Linked DNA regions of Mus musculus: region 1 is linked to region 2. Evidence: chromatin contacts called from public Hi-C data. All regions are on one chromosome and are shown on one strand. The core of a region is the stretch at or near the end of the contact, and the rest is flanking DNA. Distances in the headings are between cores, read along the strand shown. Region 1 has its middle 74 kb from the start of 4930503O07Rik. Region 2 has its middle 280 kb from the start of Gm31870.

Region 1 (2,700 bases), core at 175-2,674, 210 kb before region 2:
AGAGAGAAGCACAAAAGAAGCTGCTAGAGATGGGAGGGCACTGTGGTTCCTTCCAACACAGAAGCATCCTTTCAGTGCATGAGATAAACCAGAGGGGTCCTAAATCTCCACTAGTGGTAATCTGAACTCTAGTTTTTATCCTAGGTGTTATGAAGTCTGGAGCACTCACTCAAAGCATTGCTGAAACTTGAGGATACTCATCACTGGCACTTTCTGATAATTAATTCCTTCTTCAGAAAGTTTATTTCAGTTTTAAAATCTTTTCTCAACTTCATTGTCTAGTTCTTGACACAGTCCACCATGTCAATGAAAATCCTTTTTATCTCCTCGCCTCTCCTCCCCTCCCCTTCCCTCCCCTCCCCTTCCCTGTCCTCCCCTTCCCTCTCCTCTCCTCTCCTCTCCTCTCCTCTCCTCTCCTCTCCTCTCCTCTCCTCTCCTCTCCTCTCCTCTCCTCTCCTCTCCTCCCCTCCCCTCCCCTCCCCTCCCCTCCCCTCCCCTCCCCTCCCCTCCCCTCCCCTACCTTTTCCTTCCCTCCCCTCCCCTCCCCTTTCCTACCCTCCCCTTTCCTACCCTCCCCTTTCCTCTCCTCTCCTCTCCTCACCCTTACCTTCCCCTCTCTTCCCTCCCCTCCCAACTCCTTTCATCTCTTTTCTCCTTATCCCCTTTCTCTCTTTTCTTCCTTCCTACTCCTTCCCTCTTCCATCATATAATATACAAGGGAGAGGGTATATATGAATTGCAATTTTTTAAAAGAGTGCTTTGTTGAGCTTTGAAGGGAAAAAAAACAAGAACAGATAACATGCATAGAGTTATTAAAGCTGCTAAGATCTTTTACATTTCAAAGGCCTGTTAAGTGTGTGTCAGCTTTGGTGAACAGCTTTAGAATTCTAACAAGCAACTTTCACAAAGTGTTATTAGGAGTCATAAGTTTTATTTTCTTCTCTAATTCTTCTTTAAAAAAATTTTTGTCCCTCTGTGGTGAGGAGGGACCGAGACTATGTATCTTTAAATAATAAAACAAATTGTAATATTCTCATAAATACCATCCTTGGCCCTGCTGTTGCAAACTTTAACAGCCCAGCAGCTAGAGAAGCAGGCAGGGCAAACAATACAAGAGTCATTATTGTAACTAAATTAGACCGTTTGTTTTCTTTCCCTCAAATCAAATTGTGTAGGAGCTGCTTTATTGCAAAACAGACATTAAAATTCCAGCAAGACCTCAGAGAGAAAGTAATTTCTATTTTATCAGTGCTGTAAAGCTGTCTTTATGTTCTGAAGCAGGAAATACTGCGAGGATATTTATAGCTTCAGCTCCAAAGCCAGTTTGAATAGAAATGTTAGCGGTCGCCAGGCTGTCATGCCGCTTGGCGGAGCAGGGAATTTCAGAGAATTTGTGAATTACTGCTGTGGTCTTGACAAGTCTCTCAGTGAAGCTGGTGTGTGTGTCTGGAGCTGTGTGGTGTTAGTGGAGATAATGATTAAATACTTGGATTGGCTTAAATGGGAGATTTAAATGATATTCTAGAGCTAATCGTTTTCACTCATCGAGTTGTCCTGGAGCAGAGATGAGATTTCGAACTTTCCACTCCTTGTGCTTGGAGTCCAGGACCCATGTTTTGCCTCTCATGGCTGCTCCCTCCTCCACCTCTAAGCCTTGAGATGTTCGCCCAGCCCAAGGCTCCTTAGTTAGTGTTGTTCACTGAGTTTTGACAGCTATCTACTCTCTTGCTTCTTCCTCATGGTCTGTTGAGTTGATTCATCACTGTAACCCATGTTTACCTCTGGTGTGATAGACTCTTGGATTCCATCAGCATTATCTACTGCTACAATTGAGGAGTGTGCTTGCTTTTCCAGGGTAAAAATTGAAGCCTCCGGAGAGGAACTGGTGGAATGCTGGGTTTCCTCATGTCCATTCCAGGTGTTTTCACCCTCCCTTCTGTGTCTTATCTGGAGCAAAAGAAGCTTCATTATGGAGGTCTAGCCAGTCCTTGGAGTTTCTGAAACTCTGGCAACAAATACAGATGTTATATAGCTCCAGGGTGACCTTGTGCAGGATGCAAGCTATGCTGAGCCTGAGCACCTCTCTGCTCTGAAAGTCATAAGCATTGTGGGTAACGAGAGTTGCTCAAGATGTCCACCAGTCTTCAAAATGAAGGGCCTTGTGGAATGCAAAAGACTTTGCTTTCTTCTCATAGGTCAAGGGTTCAATTTATGCTATGATGTTCATCACCTGACTACTAAGGTCAAAGACAAGTTTTAATTCCCTACAGAGCAATCACATACTGTGGATTTGCTCAGAAACACACCAGGAATTGTGGAATGAAGAGTCTGTCTCTGCTCATAAGCAGAATTTGGTGAGAGATAGAGATACTTTTAAAATCTAAGTTGAGATAGAACTCCCTGTCTTGGGGAGTGTCCAACTGCAAGGGAATGTATTTGTGTGCTGTACTCAGTTTTGAATCCTAGAAATTCAGGACTGAACCCTGCACATCTCTGGTGCAATCCACCACTGCAAACTCAGGCACTTCCCCTCTGGCCCTGTTGTCTTGCCTCTTCATTTTTGTCAGCCCAAATGGAGCCAGCAGCCCCTCTGGCTATGCTGAACTTGGATGTAGCCTAGACAGGCTAAGATCAGAAGCACAGGTCATGCAGCAGATTTCAAAGACATATTCACAAAATCTATGAACTAACTCAAAAGGA
Region 2 (2,865 bases), core at 232-2,731:
TATTTTCTTTTCTTTTCTTTTCTTTTTTTTTTTCAGTCAGCTTTTCTGCTTCTCTGTTCTTATGAACCACAGCTTGAATAGTTCTCTCTGAGTGTGACTAGGCCTGAAATCCAAGGTCCATCCAGATAGCCAGAATGGCAAAACACTTTCCCAGTACAAATAATTCACAACCTATTGCCATGACAGAGAATAAATCACACACTGAGGTTTAAGTCTGGCATCTGAATTCCAACTATTGAATTGGGCACATTTTCACCAGATAGCTTTGCAAGGGGCCTATGGTGTCAACTACCAGGGTCAAACTGTTAACCAGATAGAAATTACCTTTCTGAAGTGGTTTTAAGCATAGACCTCAAGAGGATATCTCTATATATAGTCTTTAGTACGATGAATATTAATTGGCCATATTCTGGTGTCTAAAACTCTGAACGAAATGTGGGAGTCCATCTGTGGGAGTGAAGTTAGCCTGCATCATCTCTTCCACACAAGGTGAACCAGTCTTCATAGCACCTTCACAACTCAGCAACTTTCCTGAGCACTGAACCCACGGAACCAGATCTTGGCTCTGTACTATATATACATCTGTCTTTTTTTTCTATCTAGAGATAAATAAGTAATCCCCTCCAAGTTCAAGTCTTGTGCTATCCTATTTTCAGAAAAATGGACATGAAGTTTTCCTTGATACATGGGTATGAGAGGCCTTATCTGTGTCTCCGGATACATAAAGTGCATGTTGTTCCTTCATTTCTCCACACTATCAGGCCAAACAGGGAAGACATGCTTCCTTACCTCCAGTTTATTGGGCTGAACAGGCTCAGGAGATGACTAGAGAGATACACAATGCATCCAAACTCTACTGGGCTTCATTCAGAGAGATGTCTGCTGACACACACTCTTACCTTTGCTGGATGTACTGCAAAGAGTTTCTGCTTACACAGGAGCATTGGGAAACCCCAAACTCCCTGGACTTGTGGAATTTGCAGTGCAGGCTCCCAGAGTCAGCACTGACCCAAACCTCTTAGCTTATCTGTCTGCTGCCCACATATCTTAGGCAAATAGCCCTGGGGTAGAGGGGAGAACAAACACTGAAGAGAGAAAACAAAGATGCTTAGCACTGTGACTTGGGTGTATTAAGCCAGTTAATCTTACACAGGCAAAGACTGAGGAGCCTGAGCAGAGGTGGGGGTAGTGTGGGGAAAGTCACACAGGCCAGGCACCATACGAGGGCTGAGCTCTAATTTAGCTAGAACAGCTAATGATTTTAATGATTTGTTGTGATCTCAAAACAACAGTTAAACGATAAATCCACACCATTCAGGCTTTTATGATGCTTGGCTTCATTTAGTAAATAGTGTGGGTTGGGGGCTTAGGTTGAACATTTGAGATTATTTTGTTGTAAAGACACCCACATTTAAATAATAAAAAACCAAGCGCCAGGTCCCCAGGAGCAACTGGCTCCCAAACCCTGTGAAGGTGAAATGGAAAGACGTCCTTGAAAACAACCCAAAGGTTTGCTCAACTGCCTCTGCTGTGTGTTCTGGGCAGAAAGCAAACAAGCACAGAAAATTGAAAGTTGATTGTTTTCCATCTTAGTTTGAGGCTCCAGTCCAGGGGGAGAATGCAGTTCCTGGTGTTTTGATACTCTGGGGGAAAGTCTGATCATGCCTCTAGATTGAAAAGCCAAAGAAGTTCCCACTGCTGTATACAGAGGCAAGTGTCATGTTTAGAGTTTTCTTCATACAGTAAGGACCCAGAACTGTCAAAATAATGACCAGGAAATTTGACAATCTGGAATCCTCTACTATTAAAGGCTTACATATATCTGTGGCATGTTGAACGCTATGATTTAAATAAAGATTCTTAGACCCTTGATAGAATCATCAACTAAGAACCCAATTTACCCAAACTTTCTTTAATGTTTGTTTGTTTGTTTGTTTGTTTGTTTTTGATTGATACTGGCTTTTTCTGGAAAGACAGCCTACCCTGTGGTAGATTAACTCAGAAAATTCTGGAAAATTTGAGATGCCCATACCCCAGGTGACACTGTCTATAGATAGTGGTTCTATTGTCACTTCCACACCTTTAACCCTTATTCTGCTGACTCTTTCCTTCCTATTCTAAACTTTGAAGTTCATCCCATTAAATCATGTCCTCTCATACTGTCCTCTACAAAGATCAAAATGATGAATTAAGGTTCCTTGTTGCTTGATTTTTAGCCCTTTTAAAGCTCCTGCTCCTTCGTTTGTGTGTAGACTTGCCTGTGGAAACTAGAGGCCAACATCAAGTGTTTTCATCAGTTACAAGCCACTATATTTTAAAAACTAATTTGTCTCAACTGTTTGACCAGTGATCTCTAAGGATTCTCCTGTCTCTACCTCTTCAGCATTGGGATTGTAGGTGTATGCCACTACACACAGCTCCATACACAGTTGCTAGGGATCAAACTCCGGTCCCCATGCTTGTAAGGAAGACACTTTACTGACTGGCCATTTCCCCAGCCCTTTTGTGGTGTCCTCTCCAATACAACCTGTCACAATTCTTCTTGATTTCAGCATGCAGGGAACAGTGTTTTCCATATCCATTTGCTCTTCTCAATATGCCAGTCCTCCCGGGACCCCAAGGTCAATAGCTACATCTCTTCCTTGGTGTAAATGTAAAACATTCTGTAATCCAACAGTACTCTTCTGTCTTTCCAAGACATTCTCAATCGCCACAGCTTCACCAATCCTTCCCTCAAAACTTGCCAAACTACCCTTGAAAGTCTATTGAGCCCATGAACTTCAATATCTTTTACTGTTTTGTGGAATTATTTTCTTAGCATGGGCTTAAATTCCATGATGAACAATTATCATCAGCCCCCTGCAA

What was found. Hi-C and Micro-C count contacts between places; a contact is called where the count stands out from the background.
Region 1: a Hi-C map of uterus shows a contact between it and region 2, with 1.8 times the contacts expected there. The contact joins two enhancer-like sites. A contact is called at or near these places in 5 of 484 Hi-C or Micro-C datasets (epidermal suprabasal cells, nephron progenitors and uterus).

What each region holds. Positions count from the first base shown.
Region 1 is chr1:194,147,560-194,150,259 of GRCm38.p6, reverse strand. No RefSeq gene overlaps it. Among named protein-coding and RNA genes, the nearest start is that of 4930503O07Rik, 74 kb to the left of the region's middle. Within about 2 kb of position 1,424, at least 18 of the 459 cell types and tissues checked have an H3K27ac peak or open chromatin away from gene starts, as enhancers often do. A contact at or near this core is called in uterus, where this site is marked.
Region 2 is chr1:193,932,722-193,935,586 of GRCm38.p6, reverse strand. No RefSeq gene overlaps it. Among named protein-coding and RNA genes, the nearest start is that of Gm31870, 280 kb to the right of the region's middle. Within about 2 kb of position 1,481, at least 11 of the 459 cell types and tissues checked have an H3K27ac peak or open chromatin away from gene starts, as enhancers often do. A contact at or near this core is called in uterus, where this site is marked.